Regions from separate parts of the Sus scrofa genome. Here all the other regions are linked to region 3. The links are chromatin contacts, called in public Hi-C and promoter capture Hi-C maps. All regions are on one chromosome and are shown on one strand. Each heading gives the region's core, a stretch centred on a gene start, on an enhancer-like site or on the middle of the called end of the contact. The rest is flanking DNA. Distances are from core to core; before and after follow the strand shown.

The links. Promoter capture Hi-C pulls out the DNA fragments that hold promoters and counts their contacts. A called contact is a pair of places that touch in the nucleus more often than the background predicts.
Region 1: a Hi-C map of embryonic fibroblasts shows a contact between it and region 3, with 2.8 times the contacts expected there. The contact joins the promoter of PSMC3IP here to the promoter of PSME3 in region 3. A contact is called at or near these places in 2 of 5 promoter capture datasets (fetal liver and liver), 10 of 47 Hi-C or Micro-C datasets (alveolar macrophages, embryonic fibroblasts, fetal heart ventricle and 5 more) and 2 of 2 datasets of contacts at active chromatin or transcription factors (alveolar macrophages and skeletal muscle).
Region 2: a promoter capture Hi-C map of fetal liver shows a contact between it and region 3, with 2.1 times the contacts expected there. The contact joins the promoter of RETREG3 here to the promoter of PSME3 in region 3. A contact is called at or near these places in 2 of 5 promoter capture datasets (fetal liver and liver), 4 of 47 Hi-C or Micro-C datasets (embryonic fibroblasts, fetal skeletal muscle, retroperitoneal adipose tissue and 1 more) and 1 of 2 datasets of contacts at active chromatin or transcription factors (alveolar macrophages).

What each region holds. Positions count from the first base shown.
Region 1 is chr12:20,241,795-20,246,751 of Sscrofa11.1, forward strand. PSMC3IP (homologous-pairing protein 2 homolog) reads left to right here and starts at 2,449. Exons shown (of 8, transcript XM_003131397.5): 1 at 2,449-2,559; 2 at 2,651-2,751; 3 at 2,931-3,020. The coding sequence starts at 2,526. RETREG3 (protein FAM134C) reads left to right here. Exons shown (of 9, transcript XM_003131384.4): 9 at 1-1,505.
Region 2 is chr12:20,219,534-20,224,006 of Sscrofa11.1, forward strand. RETREG3 (protein FAM134C) reads left to right here and starts at 1,460. Exons shown (of 9, transcript XM_003131384.4): 1 at 1,460-1,809. The coding sequence starts at 1,571.
Region 3 is chr12:20,032,287-20,037,005 of Sscrofa11.1, forward strand. PSME3 (proteasome activator subunit 3) reads right to left here and starts at 3,060. Exons shown (of 11, transcript NM_214348.1): 1 at 3,018-3,060; 2 at 2,300-2,332; 3 at 2,114-2,176; 4 at 1,814-1,918; 5 at 564-612. The coding sequence starts at 3,059.

The DNA of each region.
Region 1 (4,957 bases), core at 1,199-3,698, 210 kb after region 3:
GTGCTCCCCCGAGGGACACTGCTCTCCATCAGGACAGTGGTACTTTTTGGGGAACATAGTAGTCAGGGGTATTGGTTCCCTTTTGAGGGGATGCTGCTGTGTGCTTCTAGGTATGGGTGCTCAGAGGCCCTCAGTGATAGATCCCTTCCCTTCCTTCCTCCCTTTATCGTCCCCCTGGAGCTCCAAGTCAGGCAGCTAGGAGAGTTAGATTGTCATCCTCCTCTTTTGCTAAGCCATGATTTGATTTGTCTTTTTCTAAGCAAGCTTGTCCTTTGGTTCTGCAGAGCAGGCCTGCTCCCTCTGCCCCAGCCTATCCTCATTTCTTGAGGCCCAATCCTCAATGCTCCAAAATATTGCTTGTGAAATTTAAGAATGTGAACGCGAGGTGGCAGTGGGCCTCTTCTACATTACTTTGGGCCATGGGGTCAGCTGACCCGGAGGGTGAGCCCTTCTGTATCTCATGGTCTCACTGAATCTTTTGGAGCTGCCTGGTTATCTCTGGTGCTGCTAACCCCTGGCTCCACTTGCCAATTCGCCTGAGCAATGAGCAAAGCAATACCATATCTTACCCATTTCCACGTTCCTCTTCCTTCCCCTGCTCCTCCTTTGGAGAAGCAATAATTCCATGGGCGATGTCAGAGTAGCACTTTACAAATGGCTCAGTGGCATTCATCCCAGAAGCCACCAGCTCTACTTGCACCAGCTATTCTTACTCTCTGTTCAGCAATTTTAATACTTTTATTTTCGACTGCTTCCCAGTTTGGCAGGGCCTCTCTTAAGGATGAGCCCAGTTAGCAAGAATGTGACTGTAAGCAAGCAGAGAGCCCTGTAAGGGTTATCTGCTCTACGGCTACTGCCCCCAGTAAAATCATGTGAGACAAAAACGAAAACTGGTAATTAGTTCTGAACCTGTGCCTCCCCAAACAAAACTCAAGCCACTCTTCTGCCCTCTTCCCCTCTGCATTAACCCTTTGCTGATCCTCAGGGACCACTCCCCCAACACCCCCATACCTGGGTGAGGGATGTTGGACAGAGCCCATTTCCATGTGCTGCAGCTGGGAGTGCACTAACATGTTTGCTCTTGGTTGATGGACAAGTTAGAGGCCAGGGAGTGAAAATAGTCAACAGTGAGAAGGGAGAAGAGCTAGGTATCTGATTCATAGTCCCTTCCCTTTGTGTGAAGGTTAGGTAGCAGCCTCTCCCCACTTTAGGGTTCTCACTTTGGACACCTTCTCTCTTCTAAGAGCCCAGATGTCTTACAGGTGAGCTCTGACGTGGAGGTGTGGGAAAGGAGTGGGATTTTGTGTGTTTGCATGAGTGTGTGTAGCTTCAGGCCTTGGCAGTTGGTAAGAGGGAGGGGAAGGAAGGAGAGCACAATCTTTGGAAGGTGTTTCGTGTACCTGCGGATCCTGCTCTGAATCTCCTTAATCCTCCACTGTGAATTGGGATGGGGATGAGGGTGGGAGGGGTGCTGGGGAATAAATCTTGTATGAGAACATCTTTAAGAGACTGATGTTGAATGGTTTCTTATCCTTGATAGGCCTTCTTTTGTTAATCTGAACTGAGATGACATGAGCATAGCGGACTCTTGGCTGGCATCTAGCCTGCAGTTCCATCATTCTAATTCTTACTATCATCGCCTAAACGCGTGATGATAAGTACAGGTTTCAAAGACTTAATGAAATTTTGGGTAGCAGAAGGCTTGAAAAAGCACCGTGCCCCTCAGGCTTGTTTGAGCTGCAGGAACAGCTGCTCTTTGGCCTTTGGCTGACCTCAGAAACTAGAAATACTTATTTCAGGCTTTGTCCATTTGGCCACGGTGGGCAGGAGTGGAAAGCACCTGCCAGGTGTTGTCATAAGACCGCCACAAGGAAACTTCTACAAGCTTTGTGGCTTAAGAGCAGCTCCCAACACTCCCTTCAACCACAGCAATGTGCTGAGCGCCCCCTGTGTGCGAAGCTCGGTATCGGGCAAATAGAGGCAGCGTTACTCCTTCTAGGGTGTTTCACGGTCTTCACAACCCACTCCTGCAGGCACCTCTTGTTCTTATCTTACAGAAGTTAAGGGTAACCGACGGGAAGCCTTGGCCTGTAGGACGGGGCACGTCCTTGGATAACTGGCCCTGTGACCTTAAGCAACTCGCTTGCCAAGCGGGAGTTGATATTGGAGGTCTCTTCCCATTTGAACACTGCCCATTTAGGTTCTCGAGTGTTCGGTGGCTGCTGGAACTGGGTCCCTAAACTTTGGGGCATGATTCCCTGCCGCCCTGGTTCGGAGTGGAGCAAGGGAGAGATTCCAAGCACGCGCCCCGCTTCCCACGATGAGACCTGGACCCCCGCGGCCAGAGCCGCGCCGGAGCGCCGGGCCGGGGCGAACTACGGTGCCCGGGAGGGGCCGCTGCGCTCCTCGCGAAGCTTTCCCTGCGCCAATCACCGCCCGAGGCCCGCCCAGCCCGTGGCCGGAAGGGGCCGTTGCCCCGAGTAATTGCAACTTCCGGCTTTCTGAGTTTGGCGGCGGGAAAAACCATGAGTAAAGGCCGGGCGGAAGCCGCGGCGGGAGGTAACGGCTTTGCCCCCTGGAAGACCTGGGAGAGGGCGGGCAGGGGTCGGTTGAGGGGCCCCCCACCCCACTGCCTCTTCTCTTTCCGTAGCCCCCGGGATCCTGCTGAAATACCTGCAGGAGCAGAATCGGCCCTACAGCGCCCAGGACGTGTTCGGGAACCTGCAGCGGGAACACGGACTGGGCAAGGCGGTGAGGACACCCCCGCCCCACTATCAGGATTCCTCCCCTAGAACCCCACGACTCAGCCTGGGGCCCTGCCCTCTCGAGACTGCCATTCTAGCCTTGGGCTTCCTAAGGCTCGTCGGGCGCTTTCCCCATCACTGGTGACATTCACTCCCCCGACTGTTCCACCCCCTCCCCTCTGCCAGGCGGTGGTCAAAGCGCTGGAGCAGCTGGCCCAGCAAGGCAAGATCAAAGAGAAGGTGTACGGCAAGCAGAAGATATACTTTGCAGACCAGGTGAGGGAAACCGGCGCAGATTAGCACCTCGGTGAGAGCTCGGCATTAGGTGAATCAGTCCCTAGTATGAATTCTCCATGAAACTCAGCGGTCTTACACCATTAAAAGGGTCCTAGCCGGCCTTTAAGTCAAAGCGTGCACTGCCTTTGCTGTGATCCAAACTGAAGGAGGTTTCCAGACTTGAAATGTGATAGGTTACAGAAGATCCTGAATTGTTGCTATGGACATCTGTTTACGCGTGGAAGTTCTAATTCCCAATCATCTAATGAGGACCACCTCTGTCAGATTATTTTCCTTCTGTCTCCACCCCCTCCTTAAACACACACATTAACTTTGAATCTCTAACCCAGATCTCCACCTGGATGCCTTTCAGTCCCTTCAGAGCCCTCATCACCAAAGTAGAATGCCTCATCTCGCTCCTAAACTGGCTCCTGTTACATTCTTCTCCCTTAATGGAATTATTCTGCATGGAGGCCAGAAACTGGGGAGTCTTTTTTTTTTTTTTTTTTCTTTTTAGGGCTGCACCTGGGGCATGTGGAAGCTCTCAGGCTAAGGGTTGAATTGGAGCTGTACCTGCTGGCCTGTACCATGGTTACAGCCACACCAGATTTGAGCTGCATCTGCAACCTACATTGCAGCTCACAGTGGCAATGCCAGGTTCCTGACCCACTGAGCAAAGCCAGGGATAGAACCCACACCCTCATGGGTACTAGTTAGATTTGTTTCCGCTGTGCCACCGCGGGAACTCCTGCGGAGTCATTTTTAACTTATTTCACGTGCTGAGTCGGCCATCAAGTCCAGCTGTTTTTTCTTGAATCCATCCTCTTTCTAGCTGCCATCATTGCTCTAGTTCAGGTGCTCCTCATCTATTGCAATATCCTCCTAACTGATCTGGCTTTCTCAAACACAGCTTAAACGATCTATGTACATGCAAATGTAGTCATGCCATTCCCTCCCCTAAACTAATGCTCCCTAGAACAGATAAGAGACTTGGCCCCAGTCTACCTCTAGCCTCCCCTGTCCCTGTTATTTCTCCATCCATCAATTCTAGAGTATATTTTTGTTTTTTGTCTTTAGGGCTGCACCCACAGCATATGGAAGTTCCCAGTCTAGGGGCTGAATCAGAGCTATAGCTACTGGCCTATGCCATAGCCACACCACATCCCAGCCGTGTCTGTGACCTACACCACAGCTCACAGCAACGCTGGATCCTTAACCCACTGAACAAGGCCAGGGATCAAACCCACAACCTCATGGATACCAGCCGGGTTCTTAACCCGCTGAGCCACAATGGGAACTCCAAATACTAGACTGTTTAGATGAGTTTTACTCTCGTGTCCATTGCTCTTTGTCATTCCTCTGCCCAGAGGGTTTTGTTTTTTGGGGGTTTTTGGCCATGCCCACAGCATGTGGAAATTCCTGGGTCGAGGATTGAACCCTTGCCACAGCGGTGATAATGCTGAATCCTTAACCACCTAGGAATGCTGAATCATAGCCACCAGGAAACTCCTCCCCAGAGTTTTTGGTCCTTTTTTGTTTTGGTTTGGTTTTTGTTTTTAATCTTTTAGGGCTGCACTTGCAGCACATGGAGGTTCACAGGCTAGGGGTCTAATTGGAACCGTAGCCACTGGCCTACACCACAGCCACAGCAACTCAGGATCCAAGCTGCATCTGCAACCTACACCACAGCTCACAGCAACGCCAGATCCTTAACCCACTGAGTGAGGCTGGGGTTCGAACCTACCTCCTCCTGGATCCTAGTCAGGTTCGCTAGCCGCTGAGCCACAACAGGAATTCCCATCCCCACCACTACACCTCCCCTCCCCTCAAGGTTTTGAATCCCTTCTTCTTGCCCAGCTCTTACTCATCCCTTTGGATTTCACTCAGGCGTTACCTCCACAAACCTTCCCTGTACGTGCTGATTGCCTTCTTTAAGT
Region 2 (4,473 bases), core at 210-2,709, 190 kb after region 3:
CGCCGGATCGTTAACCACCGAGCAAGGGCAGGATCGAACCGCAACCTCATGGTTCCTAGTCGGATTCGTTAACCACTGCGCCACGACGGGAACTCCTTTTTTTTTTTTTTTTTTTTTTTTTTTTGTCTTTTTGTCTTTTTTTTTTTTGTTGTTGTTGTTGTTACTATTTCTTGGGCAGTCTCTTAATATTACATAGATGGCTTAGAAAAAAGAATTTTTCTTAGCTCATGTCTCTCTCTTTCTACACTCTTACATCCTCCATCTGGCTTCATCTCTCTCTAGGAAATCATAAAAATGGGGTTCTTCTGCCAGGGAGTAACAGCAAATGACCTGGGAGAATCCGCTGGCCCAGTTGTTGCCAGCTCCTCCTCCATGCTCCGACAGGTAGATGTTCTCTGGGTTGTAGAGCTTGGCATAGGGGGAATTGAGGATGGAGTGGATCACCCGCGGCTCCAGGTCCAGCAGCACCGCCCTGGGGATGTAGTGCTCATCATCCGCCTGTCAAGGGGAGTCCAGGAGGGGGCACAGTCAGCTCGGCCCGCCCAGTCTTCCAGTCCTCCCAACTCTGGCTCCTGCTCGCCCTCCCTCCTCAAGCCAGCCGCCCTGGCCACTCTGTTCAACGGGTTTCCTAGTACCAAGCCACTGCCCTTCCCTTCGGGCCCCCTGGGCCACTGCCAGCCCTGGTCAAGTTGCTGGGGGCACCTGGTAGAAGAAGACGTCCTTGCGGTCAGTGCCCTCGGTGGCGAACTCCTCCACGATGCCCTCGGGGCTGATGCCATGCTCGGCGCACAGTTGTTTCCAGAACTCGAACCCAACTGGGGGTGGGGGCATAGGCAGGCGGGGGAGAAAGAGGATATCTGGTTCTGGGCAGGTTCCAACGAGAAGCTGGGGGCCTGAGCGCCTGGGACCAGGGATAGGAGGTCAATCCTCGGGGGTATCCCGTGTCAGAGGACAGGGCTATATGTCAGGGACCCCGCAGGGGAGGGCCTTTCGGGGTTGGGCAACTGGGCACTGGGTCAGGCATGTCCCGCCTTCGGAGAACTACGATTCTGGGAAGGGCAGATGGAGTCCAGGATCTCAGAGCGAGATACCATAGAGAATAAAAAACCTGGCTAGTGGAAGGACCGGAAGTTCGCTCACTCTGATTGCCGCACTGGCCCAACTGTAGGGTGATGATCTCCCTCGGCATCGCTCCTCAGGCGCGGGCCTTGCAGCAGCTCCCGCCAGCAAAGCCGCCACTCGCTAGCCCGCTAGCAGCACGACGCAGGCGCCAAAACAACCTGCTCCGCCCACGAACTCTCTCGGTTCCAATGAGAAGTGAGTTCTGGTGATGGCACTTCCTTATTCATTCGGCCTCAGTCTTGCAGATTGCGCGTGCGCGGCTCCGGATTGGTGCACTCGGGACGTACTTTGACGCAGTTTGCTTCCCACTGGGTGGACGCGAGCTAGAGCCTAGGCGCAGGCGCAGTGTTGAGGGAAGCGGCCTCCCCAGCCGAATCGCGCACCTGCGCAGTCGGCGTTATTGTGACTGTCGGGCCGTGGCCCCGGATGTTGTGGCTGCCGGGGGGAGATGGCGGAGGCAGAGGGGGTAGTTGTGGCCCCAGGCCCTGCTTCGGGGCAGAGTTCCAGAGGCCGCCGCACTATGTCGGGCTCCTGCGAGCGGGACCAGCAGGTTGAGGCGGCGCAGCGGGCCCTGGTGGAGGTGCTGGGGCCTTACGAGCCTCTGCTGAACCGGGTGCAGGCAGCCCTGGTGTGGGAGCGGCCAGCCAGGAGCGCCCTGTGGTGCCTGGGGCTGAACGCGGCTTTCTGGTGAGAGAACTGGATCCTCGGAAACCCTTCGAGGCGCGAAATCATCAGGTTTCTCTAGGGCTTTATCTCTCACCTCTCCTGTTTCTTCGCTGCACTGACTCCTTCCTGTACCTGCCTGATTTCTGCCTCAACTCCTTCCACTCCGTCCCGCGTGCGGCTTTGGCACCGCAGTTCTCCCCAGAGCCTTCCAGTGACCAGGAGCTTCTAGTAACCTCTTGAGCCGCTCGCAGTGAGTGAGGGCGCCTCGTTTTAGCCAGGGGAAAACTGTGTTCCTTTAAGGCCATCATTTCTCTTCTCTTGTTTGCTCAAAGGTGCTTTGAAGATTGTCTCCAGAGATTTTAGTAGTTATTATTTGGATAGATGTGTGAGGCGTGAGATCTTCAGCGTGAGATCTTCAGAAGGTATGCATAGGTGTGATGCGAAAACAAGTTTGAGCAATCTGAATTAGCATGTTAGACACCCTTTCTCTCACTCGGGGAAGTTTGTGAAGCCTGAGCGTCAGTAAGAGCCTCCATAGCTGCAACGTGAGAGAGAATTATGAGCCTTTAAAGAACAGTTATAGAAATAATGATTGTGAGATTTCACTCATTTCAAAGCCACTTATGATGGCCACTCCTCCCTGTTCCGAGGAATTAGAGAGGCATCCTTAGCCACAGTATATAGGCAGGGAAATTGAGGGTGTCTAAGAGTGTATGTGAGTTTTCCTGAGCTGGAAAAGTGGGGATGTAAATATGCTTTAAGAATCTGTATGTGTCATGCTCAGTGAAAATGGAACTGCTGCTTCTCTGAATTGTCATCACCTAAAATGGACTTTGATCTTCATAGGGTCTGCCAAGCATATTTTGGATTTATCCATAACTAGGGAAGTATTATTGATCAAATTCCAAGGAAACTGCAGTGGAGGGGGGCTTCTACAGCTGAATGAAATAGAGCTGTTCTGGATGAGCGTGAAACAGTAAAGTGTGTATTTCCAAATTCTTTTTTGTTTTTGCTAAAAGTAGCTTTCCTCTTGAAATTCTTGGTTTTAAAACCAAAACATTTATTATCCTTTGTCTGAAAGATTCACAGTAGGCTGGAGGAAAGCAAATAGTCCCAAGTTCATTGACAGCAAGACGCAGTATTGAGCTATTACATTAAACTCACAGTTTGAAGGGGTCTGAGGTTAAAGGTGTCACAGCAGTCTCTGGCATTAGTTGCTTCTAGAGTCTTGCTCAAACTTGATGAACTCTTCCTACAGCATTCAGTTATTTTTGGTAACGCTTCTTTCTTGATCTTCAGGTACCTACTCCTGAACCCCGTCACTATAGCACCTCATTCTAGAGCATCTTTCAAAATGACCTTTTCTTCTCATCTCCCTATCCCAACCGCTAACCTCAGACCATATAGTGAAAACTTCATTTCCTACATTGGGATCGTACTCCTAGGAAAAAAGGTTGATCTTCAGTAAACCAGTTTGTCTCAAAATGTGACTGATTGATAAACAAAAGCTTTATCAGGATTTAAATGAATCCTGATAAACCAAGAGCTTATTAATGCAGATAGGTCAGTAGCATACATGTTGTTATTTTTGAGGAGAGGACTTTCCACCCTTGCCTGAGAGAGATTTTCAGAGTAGAGTGTGGGGTTGAGATCTGCACATAGGAGCCCCCAGACACATCTTTAAATGTTACTGTTACCTTTAATTTGCTGGCCTCCAATAGTATTCACTTGAGTTTACTAATAGGCTATGTTTAGAATCTCACTCAGATCCACTTTTTCTACTCTCTCTTGAAGCTGTTGTTGTGGTTGGTCTTTATCTCTGGCATTTCCTGGTAGCTTGCCTGCTGTGTATACGGAAAGCAGTTATTCTTGTTACATTCCCATCCGGCTCTAAGCAGGTGGGGGAGAAATGCAGCAAAATGAGGGTGTGACTCCTGAGAGTTGAAGAGCAATTGTGTATGTCATTTGTGGAGAGGACTCACCTGTGAAGGGGACAGAATGATTGGCAGTGTTAAGAACCCAGAGGCTAGGGTAGTTTAGCATTGGAGTTCACAGGATTGTTTGTTTTAGGAAATGAGGTTCTGTGGAAGGTAGTTTGAGGTTCAAAATAGAAGTTAGACTTCAGTTTCCAGTAGCATCAAATTGGATATGGGGCTTGATGTTTTGCTTAGGAATGTCGACGAGTTTATTTTAAATAAGTCTCCGACTTTATTTTAAAAAGAATTTAGGAGGAGTTCCCTGGTGGTCTAGTGGTTAGAATTTGGTGCTTTCACCACTGCAGTCCAGGTTCAATCCCTAGTCTGAGAACTGAGATCCCACCTCAAGCCACTGTATGCCAAGGCCAAAAAATTAAAAAATTTAGGAAACACAAGAGGATCATTAGCTCAGATCAGGGGGAAATCAAATCTGAAATATTTTTCTTTTATTATTTGTTTTGAAAAATGATACGTCATTAACTGAGATGTTTTATACATTTTGAGGTATTAGAAGACTGGATAGGAGTACAAACAAATCATCAGAATTCAGGTAGGTAGCTCTTTTCAATGTTCTGTCTTCTCAGTTGAGGTTTTTCTGTCCCTCTGTGCCCTCTTACATCCTAATTAAAAACAACATAGAAGATAAGGATAGGGAGTTCCTGTCGTGGCTCATCTGTGAGAATGTGGGTTTGATCCCTGGCCTCGCTCA
Region 3 (4,719 bases), core at 1,810-4,309:
TTAACGCACCAAGCATTATTGAAGAGGAAAAAATGATATGAACTGGGGTTTTGCGAAAAATCTGTGATGTGTAGCCACCTCCAACCTCTCCCTTGGTAGTTCACATTAAGTCCAACCCTCCCTGTTAAATGGAAAATTACGGAGTTCCAGTCCTGGCACAGTGGAAACAATCCAACTAGGACCCATGAGGTTGTGAGTTCAATCCCTGGCCTTGCTCAGTGGGTTAAAGGATCTGGCGTTGCCATGAGCTGTGGTGTAGGTCGAAGATGCGGCTCAGACCTGGCATTGCTGTGACTGTGGTGTAGGCCAGCAGCAACAGCTCTGATCAGACCCCTAGCCCGGGAACCTCCATATGCCGTGAGTGCAGCCCTATAAAGACAAAAAAAGAGGAAAGGAAAATTAGGTTTAGAGTACTAGACAATGTCTGGAGAGCTTAGGAATGCTAATGCTAGGAAATAAAATCAGATCCTGCTTGCTGGACAGGAGAGCACCAGATCCATCCTGCTTCTCAGGGCTGCAAGCCAGGAAGGGTTGGGGTAGGGGACAGTGAAGGTGGCTCTTACCTTGGAAGGCCTCTTCACATTCATCCAACCTTCGCTTCTTGTAAGTGGGCTAAGGATACAAAGAGACAAGAATCAGCCTATTCGACACTCACATCCCCACTGCAAGTTACCCTTCTAGCAAGTTTAATCCCTACCTTGACTTCACAGGTTGTCTTATTAATTTACCCACAATTCACTAAGCACACACAAAGCTTTAAGAAAAGGTTCTTCCCACAAAGCAACTTACACTATAGTTGGAAAGACCAACTTTTCAAGAAATATAACACATTAGGCAACCAGGGGAGGGGTGGATACTATGAACAACAGAAAGAATGAACTACTGAATGCAGAGTGAGTATAACTAAGGGGATTATAAACAAATGTGCTTGTTCCACAAAGAATATTCAATCAACAAACATGTATTTAGCACTTGCAAGGAACAATGCTAGGTGCTGGGGATACAAAGATAATTCAGATAGTTTCTCCTTTCCAAAAGTGCAAGTTCTACCCATGAGACACCGACGGATAAATAACAATATATATAGCAGATAAATAACAATATGGGGTCATCATTGTTATAACAGAATGTGGACATATTCTAAAGACTAGTTGCTAAAGATACAGAAAGACGGGGAACTGCAGTTATATAGCAAGAACAATTGCCCCCTCCCATAACAAGACTCAAGACACTGAAACAGGGATGAAAAGTCTTGCCTAGAGCCATGGTGACAGACCAGGTAACCTGAGGGACCTTGTCACTATTAGCCCTATTTTCAACTCACTCTAACAGAGTACCCATTAACACATGCTACAAATGAAAACCGGGGACCGAAGGGGGTGTACCAAAGTCATATGTCTGTAAGAATCCTCATTCCGGGAGTTCCCGTCGTGGCGCAGTGGTTAACGAATCCGACTAGGAACCATGAGGTTGCGGGTTCGATCCCTGCCCTTGCTCAGTGGGTTAACGATCCGGCGTTGCCATGAGCTGTGGTGTAGGCTGCAGACGCGGCTTGGATCTCGCGTTGCTGTGGCTCTGGTGTAGGCCGGTGGCTACAGCTCTGATTCAACCCCTAGCCTGGGAACCTCCATATGCCGCGGGAGCGGCCCAAAGCAATAGCAAAAAGCCAAAAAAAAAAAAAAAAGAATCCTCATTCCCAGATCCAAATCCCACTGTCCCCTGTACCCCTGTACACGTTCAAGCTGACCAGAGACTTGAGGACAGAGCGCCTACTGCTTCGGCACACACACAGAGATAAATACAGGATACTTACACCGTCCAGTCCATCATGGCTATTGGTGAGAAGAATGGGGTCAGGGACTGGGAGATTCATGTCTGAGTGGATCTGAGTTAGGTCATGGATGTTTAGGATTGGCTCCTGAAAAGAGACGCCCACCCCCAAAACATCAGTCTTTTCAAAATGAACAAAGAAGTATTTCATTTCAAGGGCAACATATGAAGACGGCTTTACAGCACAAAACAAGATAGAATCAACACGTCATTTGTCCCATTTGACAGAAAGACCAGGGCCAAAAAAACTGGGGACTCTGAGGAAAAGAAAAGGGTCTCTCACCTTCAAAAAACTATCAAGTTCTAACAATTTCTTTGGGAAAAAATTTGCCACCAAGTCTTCTGCCTAAAGATGAGGGAAAATATAGCTGAATTAGTAACTGAGGGAAGGTCTGTCTCTACAGACATCTCTTCTCTGGAGAACTCCCAACCATTAACCAATGCTCGATTTTCTACTTCTTTCACTCACCTCACTTGTAATCCGCTCCCTGAAAGAATCAACCTAAAATTAACAAAGAAAGCAATTCAGTAAGAGCAAGTCAGTACCTGGCAAGAGAAGTATGGGCAGGATGGGGAAACCCAAATCCAACTGTCTTTCCCTCACCTTGTAATTGTAATGAGAAGCTGAGAGGCCCCCAGACTGCAAATACTTTATTTTTTTAAGGATCCATTTCTCCATCTCAGGAGAGGGAAGCGGGGCTGGAGGGCAGCACCCACCTGTCTTCCCTCCCTCCCTCCCTTTGTCTGTAGCTTGTCTGAATTTGAAAGCAGACAAAAGACAGGTAGATGGGAGAGGCGTGAGCTCACAAACATGTCAACCCCCATACAAACCTGGCCTAGGATGTGAGGCAGGCCTGACGCCAAGGGCAGGGGCAGTAGCAGCGCCCAGAGATGGGGACGTTGCTGGGCTGGGGGGACTTCCAGCTGTCACTGGCCTAAAGCACTAAGTCCACCACGTGTCCGCGGAAGTCTCCCCGGGGCTCTCCACCATTAGACAGGGTACAGAAGGCCACCCCATAGTAGCGTCTCCCCCGATGCCATCTCTGGGAGTGGGGGGCTGGGCTGAGCCGAGCGGAAGCTCAGGGCTGGTGTCCCCAGGGAGACAAAGACGCCATGGGGAGTAGGGAGCCAGTCAGACAGCTCGAGGATCGAAGCAAGGAGTAAGGAAGCCCGGACCGTACCCCTACCTTGAGCTTTACTTCCTGATCCACCTTCAGCAACGAGGCCATGGCCGGGCCGGGCCGTGTCCGCTCCGCTGGAGACCGGAGGCGCTGTGGGCTCCGGGGAGAGGGTCAGAGGGACGGGAGGAATCTCGGCTGCTCTCGGGACGCGGCCGCTCTCGCTGGCCCACTCACTGCTCACTTGCTCCCTCCCTTCGTGCCGTCCGTCCGCCCGCCTGCTGCCTGCTGCCTGCTCTCTCTCGCTCGCCCTCCCGGCTTTCGCCGCTCACACCGGAAGTTACGTCACAGCCAATCGCCGGGACTCCGAGAGGATGTGCACGTGCCCTGCGCAGCCGCGCTGAGGTTCGGCTCTGAACGATGGTAGCTCTGCTCCTATCTCTCGGCTCCTGTGCCCGATAAGGGTGAAGTAAAAGGGAGGGCAGCAGAGGGTGGTGGAGTGAGATCGGAGTCTCAGAGAGACTCGAGGACCGTTTGCCTCTCTGTTATTCCGGCACTCACCTTCACCGAAGGGACCGTCGGAGGCGCTGCTGCCTGGAGTGGGGGACCCGACAGAAGACGCCGTCGCGCCCCGGTGACGTCGGCCCGAGGAAGCCGGTGGTACCCGCGCTGGGTTCGGGGCGTCTAGTCTCTGATTCCTGCTGTCTCCTCCTCTTGGTCCAAGCTCTCATGTTAGGTTGGAGCCTGATAGGAAACAAGTCCTGTTGTACCAGGCTTCCCCGCCTTTCTCTGCCATTTAGCCGCTTACTCCTAGACCTCAGAGATCAAGTGCCAGATGTATGGACAAATTGATGCCTGTAGTCTGGCGGTGCTTGTCCTAGGCTACACAGTGTTTACAGTATATCCAAGTCCAGAACTCACATCTCCTAACTTCTAGGGCAATGCTGTATCCATTTTCCTCGTGGAAGGCGGAGACTGTATTCCCCCCTACCCGACTTTTTGTCGCCCAGCCCCGCCCCCCACCCACCGGAGGCAGGTGGAAGTTCCTGGGCCTGGGATTGAACCCTGGAGACCGCAGGGAATGGAGCCTCTGTAGTAACAAGGCCAGATACTTAACCAGTTGCACACAGTGGGAACTCCCCAGGCTGTCTGTCTTAATTCACCCATTCATCTGTCTTATAGCATTGGTTATTTCGCACAACAAATCGGAGTAGGCTCTGGGACAGCAGTGTCTCAGAGGCTAGAAATATAATGTGAGTCACTTATGTAAGTTAAATCTTGTGAACTGGAGTTTCGCATTTACGGTTACTTGCCATCTGCCTCTACGTGGATTAAACCATGAGCCATGGCAGCTGCTGACCTGCAGAACCCACTAAGCAGAGCTCAGGGTGGAAACCAGGAGTGAGGCACTCTGTGCTATGGGAAAACTGGAAGAATAGGTCTTTCGGATAGTTAGATCTTTCTTATTTTTTATTTTCTCGGGCTGCACGTGAAACTTGGAAGTTCCTAGGCTAGGGGTTGAATCAGAGCTGCAGGTGCTGGCCTATGCCACAGCCACAGCAATGCCAGATCCGAGCTGCATCTGCAACCTACACCATAGTTTACAGCAAAGCCCAATCCTTAACCCCTTGAGCAAGGCCAGGGATTAAATCTGCATCTTTATGAATACTAGTCAGGTTCTTTTTTTTTTTTTTTTTTTTTTTTTGCTATTTCTTGGGCCGCTCCCGCGGCATATGGAGATTCCCAGGCTAGAGGTCCAATCGGAGCTGTA